Linked DNA regions of Ovis aries: region 1 is linked to region 2. A link is a contact called in public Hi-C data. All regions are on one chromosome and are shown on one strand. Each heading gives the region's core, a stretch centred on a gene start, on an enhancer-like site or on the middle of the called end of the contact. The rest is flanking DNA. Distances are from core to core; before and after follow the strand shown.

Evidence for each region. Hi-C and Micro-C count contacts between places; a contact is called where the count stands out from the background.
Region 1: a Hi-C map of muscle shows a contact between it and region 2, with 4 times the contacts expected there. The contact joins two enhancer-like sites. A contact is called at or near these places in 4 of 16 Hi-C or Micro-C datasets (hypothalamus, mixed tissues, muscle and 1 more).

Annotation. Positions count from the first base shown.
Region 1 is chr19:56,214,432-56,220,715 of ARS-UI_Ramb_v3.0, reverse strand. It overlaps IFT122 (intraflagellar transport 122), which reads left to right. Exons shown (of 30, transcript XM_004018536.5): 16 at 5,397-5,537. Among named protein-coding and RNA genes, the nearest start is that of IFT122, 36 kb to the left of the region's middle. Within about 2 kb of position 2,620, at least 32 of the 54 cell types and tissues checked have an H3K27ac peak or open chromatin away from gene starts, as enhancers often do.
Region 2 is chr19:55,945,463-55,952,163 of ARS-UI_Ramb_v3.0, reverse strand. All of the region lies in intron 4 of TMCC1 (transmembrane and coiled-coil domain family 1), which reads right to left. LOC114109480 (U6 spliceosomal RNA) reads left to right here and starts at 1,130; the gene lies at 1,130-1,233. Within about 2 kb of position 4,998, at least 4 of the 54 cell types and tissues checked have an H3K27ac peak or open chromatin away from gene starts, as enhancers often do.

The DNA.
Region 1 (6,284 bases), core at 1,371-3,870, 270 kb before region 2:
CAGAGAAGGTATGGAAGGTCGCTTGGCAGCAGACAGCATATTTCCCTGAGAGCCATGCATACAGCTTGTGAGATCTTAGTTCCCCAGCCAGGGATCGAACCTGGGCTCCGGCAGTGAAAGCGCTGACTCCTAATCACTGCTGTGCTGTGCTTGGTTGCTCAGTCATGTCCGACTTTCTGCGACCCTGTGGACTGTAGCCCACCAGGCTCCTCTGTCCATGGGATTCTCCAGGCCAGAATATTGGAGTGGGTTGACATGCCCTCCTCCAGGGGATCTTCCCAACCCAGGGGATTTAACCCAGGTCTCCCGCATTACAGAAGGATTGTTTACTGTCTGAGCCGCCAGGGAAGCCCAAGAATACTGGAGTGGATAGCCTAACCCTTCTTCAAGATATCTTCGCAACCCAGGGATTGAACCAGGATCTCCTGCATTGCAAGTGGATCCCTTACCAGCTGAGCCACCAGGGAAACCCTCTAATCACTGGACTTCCAGGGAATTCCTGGGAATCACTCTTTTATTTATTTATTCACTTTTGGCTGTTCTGGGCCTTCACTGCTGCGTGAGCACCTCTCTAGCTGCGGTGAGCGAGGGCTGCTCTCTAACTGAGGCACGGGGGCTTCTCTAGTTCCAGAACGTGGGCTTCCGTGCTGTGGCTTCCAGGCTCTAGAGCACAAGCTCAGTAGTTGGGGTTCAGAGGCTTAGTTGCTTCTCAGCATCTGGGATCTTCCTGGACCAGGGATTGAACCCATGTCTCCTGTATTGGCAGGCAGATTTTTTACTACTGAGCCACCAGGGACGCCCCCTCCCCAGAGTCATCTTAAATCTTGTAGAATGTATGCCCCTAGACCATTCCTATATGTCTATATAATAGATGCATAGTACACTCTTCTGAGTTTATGACTTTATGTAAACATTTTGAAACAAAAGTGCAACCATGCTGTGAATACTGTTTGCTCCTGGAGATGAAATCTCAGCTTTACCATATTTTCACTGAATGCGGATTTTAAATGAGAGAGACTTTTCATCACCTCCCCTCACCTCTGTCTTCTAGTTAACCTGATTTTACATGTTTGCAGACCCATCACTTTGTAGGCGTTATTGGCCGTCACCTAGCAATTGGGCTTTTCCACCCAGCAATCTATTGGAAACGTGGCTCCACATGAGTAAATGTGCTTCTCTAGCATTTAGAATACTGAGATGATTGTAGAGTCACATGTAATCGGAGGAAATCAGACAGAGATCCTTTGTAACCACTTGCCGAGGCGACCTCGCTGGTAGCAGTTTGCAGAACCATAGTACAAAATCTATCACCTGGGTAGCTGCGCTGCACCAGCACCTCCAGCCCACGAGGACCCTAACCACACTGGCTTCCCGCAGCCCCATTGGTTTTTACTTTATAATTTGATTTACTTAATTTTTTTCGTCTGTGCTGGGCCCTTGCCGCCGCCGCGCAGGCTCTTCTCGAGTTGCGGAGAGCAGGGGCCGCTCTCTAGTTGGCAGTGCGTGGGCTTCTCATTCTGGGGGCTCCTCTTGTTGCGGGGCCCGGGCCCAGGCGCTGTGGCTCCTGGGCTCTAGAGCACAGACAGGCGTTAGAGGGGCCTGGCACGTGGGGGTCTTCCCAGGTCAGGGATCGAGCCCGTGTCTCCTGCGTTGGCAGGCGGATTCTTCACCACCAATCCAGCAGGGAAGCCCTGCCTCCTTGTTCTGATGACTGCTTTCTGTCCCATCACACGATGTCCACAACACACTCAGCCAGTTGGACAGTCATGCCGTTTACAGCTTCTTTGCTCCTGTAGGTGGTGGGCATCTTCCCAGCCAGGTCTTTGCACCAGTCCCAATATAGCTCTGTGGTATACTTTCCCCAGAGTGAAAATTGCTGGGTCAAAGGTCATGGCCACGTGGAGGATTTGTAGACATGTCTCCAGATCGCCCTTCGCTGGGCTCTGTCAGTCGGCGCCCCCTCCAGACACCCCACCTTCACTCACGCTCTCTGCTTTGGCTCTTTTTTCTTTTGCTGTGCCAGGTGGCATGTGACATCCTAGTCCCACCAGCCAGGGATCAGACTCACACCCCCTGCCCTGGAAACACGGCGTCTCAGCCATTGGGCCACTGGGGAAGTCCCTTGGCTTCTTGTACAGGGCGGGGCTGGGGCCTGCTTCTCGCTCTAAACTGACGATGACACCCTTGTTACTGACTGCTTCGGGAATGAATAGAGCCTGACACAGAGCAATTATTCAGTACATGGTAGTGGAATTCAGATCTGAGGAAAAGAAGAAAGCCACAGAAAGGAGGGGAGAGATGGGTGGAATCGGGGCAGAAGGAGGGGCGAGAACCCCTCCCCCCGCAGGACCTTTTCCCCGCAGCCCTCTCTGCTCCCCAGCCCGCGCCCTGGCCCCACAGCCGCTAGAAACTCAGCCTTCCTCCATCGAGCAGACAGGCCTCGTTGAGCTCGAGTTTTCCTCTAGCACTGCTGCCCTGACCTCGAAGATAACAGTTTGTTGCTCCCTGATTGTGGCCGGCCCAGAGGAGCTGGAGGGGCGGCCCTGGGCGCCTCTGCCAAGCCCTGCAGATTCAGGAGCCAGGGCCCCCAGGGCCGCACCAGGGCTGTCCTGCTGATGCAGCAGCTCGGAGCTGCCAGGGGTCAGGAGAGGCAGCCCCAAGACAAAGGCGATTTATCTGTCACCCCTGCCTCCAGCCGGCTTGTGGTTTTGGCCCAGAGGCGAGGGAGAAAGCAGCAGGCCCGCTCTGGGGATTTCTGGTTTCCTTTCGAAATTGACATCATCTTGTGCAAGAACGGGTTCGTCAGGGCTGCCAAGTAGAGCGGCGAGCCCCAGATGGGTCCGGCTCCTTGGGGCGGTTGTGACTTCATGCTTGGAATGCGACAGTGAGACTGCTCAGAGCTCAGAGGGCATTTGTTCGGTTTGAATACTTTTAAAGCTCCTGTTCTCAGATGGCGCCTCCCAGGCCAGCCTGTGTCTTAACCGTGGCTTCCGTGCTCAGTTGGTCATCCATATCCCGTCCCACCCTCATGGGGCTCCACCTGGGGGCCCCTTGAGGGGAGACAACTAGCTTTGAGTTCTGACCCTGCCCCCTAACCAGCCACGGCCTGGAGCAGCCCCTTGCCCTCCGTGCAGTGGAGCTCAATGCATCCATCTTTCAGATTTTGTCTGGCCCAATTCCTATTATTCTTCTTCTCGATCTTTAAATAGCAAACACTACAAAACAACTAACTTGGAACAAAGGTGGTCTACCAGAGGAGCTTAGAAAGGAGAGCTCCTTGTTCTCGGGGAGTGTGCGGAGGCTTCTGTGAGGTGGTGACACTTCATCTGAGCCCAGAAAGGCTTGGGAAGATGGAGAGGAGCCGCAAATGTGTTCTGTGCTGAGAAGTGCAGCGTGGGAGGGAGCAGGCTCACTTTCTCCCGGCACCTTTCCGTTTTCAAAGCACTGGTTGCCAGTGGGCTGGGCAGGGCATGGCAACAGAAGCTGATCCGTTGACCCCAAATCCCTCAGCGAGGATGTGGGCTCACCAGGCCAGGATTCTAGCCCGACCGCTCCCGGTTTCACACCCTGCTGCCCGCCTCGAAGGGAGGAGAGCTGGGCGGGGAGGCCGGGCGGAAAAGGTGAGCCTTCAGCAGCAATCTTGCTGTTAGTTTCCTTCAATCTGAAGCTAAAAAAACAGGACAGGAAATTTCAAAGATAAAGGCCCTGAATGGAGAAAACAGCACTTCCAGCTCCACATTTGGGAACAATTAGCACAGAAGTGCTGGCTGATTGATGTCCCCTGCCCAGGAGGCCCAGGCAGAGGTAGTGCCTCAGCCCCACTTGCTGGCCTTTTGCTGTGGAAACCACCACGGGCCAGTTCACCCTTGTTTTCCTCTGCAGGACACACACACACACACACACACACACACACACACACACGAAGCAGAGAGGGGCACGGAACCTGGTCCGCTTACCCCCGGCCCAGCCCCAGGGCTTCTGCGTTCCACTTCTGGGCCCTTAACAGGTCACTCGAGTCTCAGTCCCTGGGCAGTAGTCGGGGGATAATGACACCTGAGCGCTGAAGAACTGATGCTTTTGAACTGTGGAGAAGATTCTTGACAGTCCCTTGGACAGCAAGGAGATCCAACCAGTCAATCCTAAAGAAATCAATCTTGAATATTCATTGGAAGGACTGACGCTGAAGCTCCACTTCTTTGGCCACCTGATGTGAACAGCCGACTCATTGGAAAACAGTCTGAAGCTGGGAAAGACTGAAGGCAGGAGGAGAAGGGGGCAACAGAGGATGAGATGGTTGGATGGCACCACTGATTCAATGGACATGAGTCTGCGCAAGCTCCGGGAGATGGTGAGGGACAGGGAAGCCTGGCGTGCTGCAGTCCGTGGGGTCGCAAAGAGTTGGACACGACTGAGTCAACAACACCTACCACCCAGGGCGGTGGGACTCCAAAAGCACTTCGGAAACCTAAAAAGAGAAGTTAAGAGGAAGCATTCACAGGTATCAGGGCGAGGCGTCTCAGGCGAGTGATGGGAGAAAGGGTCCCAGCGCCAGGGACGAGGAGAGGGCAGCCTTTCTTGGGATCCGCAGGTTTCTTGGCCCTCTCCACAAGAGGCCATCCCAGGCCTCTTCCTCTTGGTAACGTCGTTCATTCCTTCAGCAGGATGAACAGGCATTAGGTGGAGACTGAGGGCCTGCCGGGGGAGATCAGTACAACCCAGCTGCCACCCTCGGGTTGTGCAGGCCTTGAGGGGGCAGGCTTATAATTAAAATAGAACCTGAGGTCGGGACAAGGGGCAGACTCCTTCCCTTGAGGGAAGGGAGAAGTGACATTTTAACAGGGCCTGTGAAGTGACTTGAGCTTCCCTGGTGGCTCAGATGGTAAAGAATCTGCCAGCACTGCTGGAGACCCTGGTTGGATCCCTGGATCAGGAAGATCCCCTGGAGAAGGGAATGGCAACCCACTCCAGTATTCTTGACTGGGAAACTCCATGGACAGAGGAGCCTGGTGAGCTACAGTCCATGGGCTCACAGCAGAGCTGGACATGACTGAGTGATTAACAAAGTGACTTGGGTAACTTTGCAAAGAACGAGGGGGGCAAGGGCACTCCAGGTGAGGGTGACATCTTGTAATGAGGCCCCCCCTCTCCCCCCAGCCCTGGAGGTGGGCACAGCCCGTGGGGGTGGCGGGGAGGTGAGTGGAGGCGTGTGCTGTGAACACGATGCTTCAGTGGCTGTGAACGGAGTGGCCGATGGAAGGCCGTCAGCGGGGCTCGGGGAGGCCTGAGCTGGGTGCTGGGGGTCCTTGTGGCCCGGCTCTGCGGGCTCAGGCTTCGTGCGCCTGACTCTGTGCATTGCTCTGAGAGCAGTCTTCTCTCCTGCTGCCGAACCCCTCCAGTCTGCCCCGATGTACCAGTACCTGGACAGGAAGATGTTCCGAGAAGCCTACCAGATCGCCTGCCTGGGCGTGACCGACACCGACTGGCGTGAGCTGGCCATGGAGGCCCTGGAAGGACTGGAGTTTGAGACAGCAAAGAAGGTGAGCGCCCGTCCGCGCGAGCCGGGGTGCTTGTCCTCGCGGGCTCCCTAGCAGAGGCCGAAGCCTGCCCTCTTGGGCTCTGGGCTCAGACTGGCTTGTGCCGGGGCCCCAGCTCAGCTGCCTTCTGACGGCGAGCCTCAGCCGCTCATAGCCTTGCCGAGCCTGCTCACGCGTAAGAGCTGGGTGACCATGGGGCCCCTTCTCACAGACTTGCAGGGACCTGCTGCGTGTAAGGCCCGCCGCACAGAAGGGGCATCCTCTAGAGTCTGCCATCAGCCTTGTTAGCTCTCATCCGCGCCCAGCGCCCGGCTAAAGCGTGCCCCTCGTCGGCACTCAGTCAGTGGTGGCTTTTATCATCGGTGCGAGCATCTGCCGGTATTAGGCAGTTTATTACATGGCGCTGTTCTTCTCGGCGCTCCGCTAGGTCCATTGGACGAAATGGTTGGGTTCTCTGATTCTGACCCAGTGCCACTCCACACACACCTTCACAGCCGGATTCATGGCCTCTGTTCATGGCGGTGTTGCCTGGCTGAGTCTGTTAAAACTCCAGAAATGCTTGAAGACATTTGCCCCCTTACCACACGGTAGGAAAAGTCCAGCCATGTCTCTGAGGTGGGTTTTCATCTGGAACCTGAGGCGGGGGAATGAGTGGCTTCCAGTCATGTCTCCCCCGCTTCCCCCTCCCCTTTTTTTCCCCACAGTTCTTGGACTAGATCCTCAGTTAGCCCGTACCCCCAGCTGGCGGGC
Region 2 (6,701 bases), core at 3,749-6,248:
ACTGATATTTGCCAAAAAGAAAGTATGAGTTCAAATTAATTTGTCAACATCTGATTAAGACTCTAGCTCAGAAATGAAATCTGGGAATTTCTCTTAAACTAAAAAAATTCACCCCCAAACGAAGAAAGCAATATTCAAATGTCAAATATTGCTTTTCAGGTTACCACTCTGCCCTGTAGGACCAAACTTTTCTAACAGTTTAAACAAAAGTGCCAGCTCTTCAGAATATTGTTTTAAAAAACCATCTGATATTTATTGTCGTTCAGTCACCAAGTCACGCCCGACTGTTTGCAGCGTGCCAGGCTTCCCTGTCCTTCACCATCTCCCAGAGCTTGCTCAGACTCATATCCATTAAGCTGGTGATGCCATGCAAACATCTCATCCTCTGTTGTCCCCTTCTCCTCCGGCCCTCAAGACATCTAAGATCATAAAATCACAAATACGACAGAAAAGCAACATGTGCTACCTTACTGTAAGTAAACGAGGGCCCTACTGAACCAGGCAGATCCACATCACTTCTGGTTTCCTGAGAAACTCCTATAACTTCAGAGGCTTCCTTTATCCCAGTAGGCTGAAAATTACATTATTTGGAGTTGGGAAGTAGTTTTTTTTTAAAGATAAAACAAAGTTCACTAGCAAAGTCTTATAACATTCTTAAAATTATTGGACATCTGTATTTTTAAAGCACTATCGACAAAAATTTCAACTGTTCTGAATTAAATTTTATGACTTTCACCAGATGAAAATCAGAGATATGAAAAAGATTGCAAAAAGGAAAAGCAACTTCAAACTAGAGTTAAATATATTAAAAGAAGCATATCGGATCTTAGAATCAGAAAAGTGATAGGGACTTCCCTGGCAAATCCAGTGGCTAAGACTCTGGGCTTCCAATACAGCAGGCCTGGGTTTTGAGTCCTGGTAAGGGAACTAGATCCCACATGCTGCAACTAAGACCTGGAGCAATGAAATAAACAAACAAGAAAAGCGATAGCTAAGCTCTTGTCACCTGTGGACACCGTATTCTGTTTTGGAGACCATAATTTAGGAAGAATACCAAAGAACTAGAACAACCAAGAGCTGATGGACCGGTATGACTAAGTATTCAAAATGACGACGTGAGAATACCCCAGCGCTTACTCCAGCAGCACATATACTAAAATAGGAACACAGAGTATAGTAACGTGGGCCCTGCAGAGGGATGACACTCAAATTCCTGAAGCACTCCGTATTTTTCATGGGCCTCTAGCGTCCTTAGTGAATTGTTTAAAACACAGATTTACATCTGAAACTCTCAAGGATCTTCCTGATTTGCAGTTTCCTGATGGACCCCAGGGAGACTCCAAATTCATCTAGCATCCCAGAATCTCACTGCTAGAAGGCCATTCTTTAGGTCAGTTTTCTCTTTGAGCTACCTCCAGGCATTGCTGATGGCTACAAGATTAGTTTTGGCAAGACCCACAACAGCAAAGGGTAGTAGTCAGAAGGATGACTTTTGTTACTCATCTGTAAAAGATGACCAGAGTTGTTTCAAAGTAGTAACAGAAGACAAACAAGGGTAGTGGGGAAATCAGCCTTTGTCACTGCTCACATTCAAAAAGCTTACTTATTTTGAAAAAGGAAAAACTTTGTCTCCCTTTCTTGTCCCCTACTTGATCATAGCAATCATGTTCTTCAATTCTCTGACATACAAACAGGATAAAAAGACAAGAAAGCTGAACATGAAATCAGAAGGAACCCAGGGATCTCTCCCTAGTATCACATTTAGCTGCATTACCTCAGGCTGTTTTCCCAACATTTTTGGGTCTGTAAAATGAGGCGCTTGCTTAGGCTTAGGCCATAGTCTTAATAGTCTTCGAGTTCTTGCTAATCACCTGGCAATACCCAGCGATCTTTTGGCTGAAAGTCATTTGTGTTGCAAGGGGCTCATTTTGCAACCAAGGTTTCTAAATTCTTAGCTTCTTCATTACAATGATATCGAAATCTGTGTCAGGGCTCTTTACCCCAGTAAAATGTTACTGTGATAAAATAAAATGTAATTGCCAGTTCTATAGCTCAGTCAGTAAAGAATCCACCTGCAATGCAGGAGACCTGGGTTGGGAAGATCTCCTGGAGGAGGAAATGGCAACCTACTCCAGTATTCTTGCCGGGGAAACCCCATGGACAGAGGAGTCTGGTGAGCTACAGGCCACGGGGTCACGAGAATCGGACACAAGTTTGCGACTAAACTACCACCAACAAAAATTTTACTTGATCTTTGGCTAAAGATACATTTTTGTAATATATAAACCAATAAATCCTTGCTAATTCTTTTTACAAAGAGATTTCTCCAAGACTGATTTTTTAAATCAAACATTTTTTACATATTTTAAAGGATTCTATTTAGGAAACAAGATGCTTTCAAAGTCAAACCATACATAAAATGAGACACTAATGCCTAATAAATATATGCTGATCCTGAAGTATGAAATCTGGTCAGCTCCCATTGACTGACGAAATCACAGGTCACGATGATGTAACATCAAAACAAGTCAAATATTAACAAATACTTACTAAAGCCCAATACTGTGCTAACTGCCAAAGCTGCCTACCTTTCTTTACATATAATGCGGCATTATGATCACAATCTGTTCTAGTAATTATCTTCTATCATACATGATCCTGGTCTGGCCTTCTATTTATCTACCTATGAGTCTTTGGGAAGCTAACAGTCACAAGACAAACTCTTGTAACAAGGTTCTGGATTTTAAAAAAATAAAAAATAGTAGTGGACTTTGGGGGCCAAAATTCTCCCTCCCTCTTAAGATTGAAGGCTACTGATAAAGTACTCAAATCCTCTGTGAATAAAAGGGGAAAGCAGAAGGTATAGGTACATACTATGTTCCTTTAGAGGTCTAATTACTCTAAAGTCTCTATATATTTTTTAATATAAAGGAAAAGGAGATTAAATTTAACTTGAAGAGTAAACTTGCCTTTGCATTATGTTGAGCCTTCATCACAGAAGGAATACAACTCAGATGTTAAAAACAAAACCAAACAGAACTTGGAGTGGCATCCTTATGATGATAACTGTGCACGGTAAGTCTACCAAGGTCAAGAACATCCTAGCTACACCTTCAAATCCACTCTTAGGAAAATCACATTAAAAATCAGCGTAAGATCATTAAGGATAATAAAGGTATCTTGTGGGTCACCACAGAAACATACTGCATTAAAACAAACATACACATTCTGGACCTCCTTGTGGCTCAGCTGGTAAAGAATCCACCTGCAAAGAGGGAGACCTGGGTTCGATCCCTGGGTTGGGAAGTTTCATTTCACACATTTCATTCCACACATTCTAGACCTCTGAGTTAGGGTCAATAAGCCTAAAAGTTACTTCCTTTGGCATACGAGTTTTGTTCTATAAAGTACCTTTACTACAGAACAACTGAAAACACAACTTCATCTCTGATTTATCCCTACTTTTCCATCCCGTATCATTTCTTTGATGATATCATTTCCTTGATAGTATTAGCTACCAAACTGACACTAAATACACAAACGAGAAAGATCTCTATTGGTTTTCATTTTAAAAATACAATTTTCAATGTTTTTGTTTTTAGGAAAACAGACATTATTTTACTAGTTCTCCCAAGCAGACTTTAGGACTTTCAATTTTATCTTTAATTATTTTTAAAAGTATTTATTTACTCACTTATTTGGCTGCACTGGGTCTCAGCTGTGGCATATGGGATCTTTGGCTACAGCGTATGGGATCCAGTTCCCCAACCCGGGATTGAACCCAGACCCACTGCATTGGAAGCCTGGAGTTCCAGCCACTGGACCACCAGGGAATTCACTTTATTTATTTATTTAATTGGAGGATAATTGCTTTATAATTTGTGCTGGTTTCGGCCATACAACAGTATCTCTATTTTTAATTCTAACATTGTCAGTAAATTCTACCCACTCTTCTATCGTCAATTCCATTTCCACAGTTACCAGCTCAGTTCAGTACTTTAAAAGAGCGCCTACTACTACGTATGATAGTCACTACTCAATCCAGCCCATATCCTAACAATTCCCTGAGCTAGTGACTTCTCAAGGTATAATTCCTTCATTGTTAATGGCCTGTCACAGTAGGAGTCATCTCCTCACTTCCGCCTACTTCTCCTGGTCTAGGGGTACCACCTTGTGGTCAGCAACAGGAATTATCCTTCCCATCACCTCGTTTCTTTCCCCTTTGGAAGAACATTATACCTAGGCTTTCTGGTTTTGCACACGGCTCAATTAACTCAATCTTATAAATCTCCCTTTCATTTGAACAGAGTGGAATACCATCCTGCAGTAATTTACTGTGGAGGGTAGTGTTCCTTATTTATAAACCCTGGGAAATCCACATACTCTAAGTCTACAAGCTATTTGTTACTGAATGAGAAAGAATGGGTTTTAGTCTACACCTTTGACAAGGCCACTGGACATGACTATTTTAAAAGCTACATATAAACACAGTAAGTTTATTTAAAAACAAAACAAAACACAGTAGGCCCCAAATGGAGTCTCTTATGCTAATTCTCATATCATCAAACTGAGAACTAAATTACAGTTTTTTGCCTCTCCCAGAAATGGACTCAAACCAGCCAACCAGGAACTGCCGATTAGCACTAGTTAGGTAACCCTTGCCAGAGAAGGCAATGGCACCCCACTCCAGTACTCTTGCCTGGAAAAATCCCATGGACAGAGGAGCCTGGTAGGCTGCAGTCCATGGGGTCGCTAAGAGTCTGACATGACTGAGCGACTTCACTTTCACTTTTCACTTTCATGCACTGGAGAAGGAAATGGCAACCCACTCCAGTGTTCTTGCCTGGAGAATCCCAGGGACGGGGGAGCCTCTGGGCTGCCGTCTATGGGGTCACACAGAGTCGGACACGACTGAAGCGACTTAGCAGCAGCAGCAGCAGCAGCAGCACGTAACCCTTGCCATCCTCTGTAAGGAGAGTAACCTAGCAATAACCAACACACTTTTTGTAACTTCCTGTTCCTGCTCCCTTCTGCCTAGAAGTCTTTTATTCTGTACAGCTCTTCAGAGTTCGTTTCTATTTGCTCAGACTGAATGCTGCCCAATTCATGAATTGTCAAATAAAGTCAGTAAGCTCTTGACTTGGTTCAATTTTGTTTTTTTGAAAACTACTAACACCACCCTTATGGCAGAAAGTGAAGAGGAACTAAAAAGCCTCTTGATGAAAGTGAAAGAGGAGAGTGAAAAAGTTGGCTTAAAGCTCAACATTCAGAAAACGAAGATCAGGGCATCTGATCCCATCACTTCATGGCAAATAGATGGGAAACAGTGGAAACAGTGTCAGACTTCATCTTTTTGGGCTCCAAAATCACTGCAGATGGTGACTGCAGCCATGAAATTAAAAGACACTTACTCCTTGGAAGAAAAGTTATGGCCAACCTAGATAGCATATCGAAAAGCAGAGACATTACTTTGCCAACAAAGGTCCGTTTAGTTAAGGCTATGGTTTTTCCAGTGGTCATGTATGGATGCGAGAGTTGGACTGTAAAGAAAGCTGAGTGCCGAAGAATTGATGCTTTTAAGCTGTGGTGTTGGAGAAGACTCTTGAGACTGCAAGGAGATCCAACCAGTCCATTCTAAAGGAGATTAGTCCTGGGATTTCTTTGGAAGGAATAATGCTAAAGCTGAAACTCCAGTACTTTGGCCACCTCATGCGAAGAGTTGATTCATTGGAGAAGACTCTGATGCTGGGAGGAATTGGGGGCAGGAGGAAAAGGGGACGACAGAGGGTGAGATGGCTGGATGGCATCACTGACTCAATGGACGTGAGTCTGAATGAACCCCGGGAGATGGTGATGGACAGGGAGGCCTGGTGTGCTGCAACTCATGGGGTCACAAAGGGCTGGACACGACTGAGCGACTGAACTGAACTGAACACTTAGACCATGCAACCTAAGTTTAAATAAGACATACAGATTAAACTCTCATTAGTAAAAAACGTTTCAAGTATTGCTCCTCACCCATCAGGCACGGCAGACGGGTGGCTACAGCTAACGGCCTTGACGTGCATTATCATGTTCTCCCCTTTCACAATGCCAAAAAAAATCCAACTTCCGTAACATTTCCTCACAGTACAGGCCTTTGGGACCTTACCCTTTGCTGTTCCCCCAGGTCTCCCTGCAGAGGTTTGGTCTGCTTCCTCGCATCCTCCAGGTCTTTGCTTGTGTATTAGTGAGGTCTTCCCCGACCACTCTGCTTAAAACTTCCCTCCCTGGGAATCTTTATCTTCTTACTCAACGGTCACATTGTGCACTTTACTTACATGTTTTGCTTACCTCCTCCTAAACTTCTCCAGTGCGAGTATTTTCGTTTGTTTGATTCACTCATGTATTCTCAGCGCCTAAGACTGTGGTGGGCAAAGTATGGGCCGAGGCCCAGACGCTGTTCACCAGTCAAACCCCGGCATGCCCGTTCATTTACATATTATGGGTGACTGATTTCATGCTCCGACACAACTGAGTAGTTGCAAGACAGACCAGATGGCGGAAAATACTTACAATGACTACTTACAGAAAAAGTGTGCAGATGCCTAACCTAAAACAATGGTAGGTCTAACACTCAGTGGAACAATTACTGAACAATTACCGAGCAAACACACACAGAGGGGAAATGTCTCCCATCCCACGGTATTTTATACAGATAA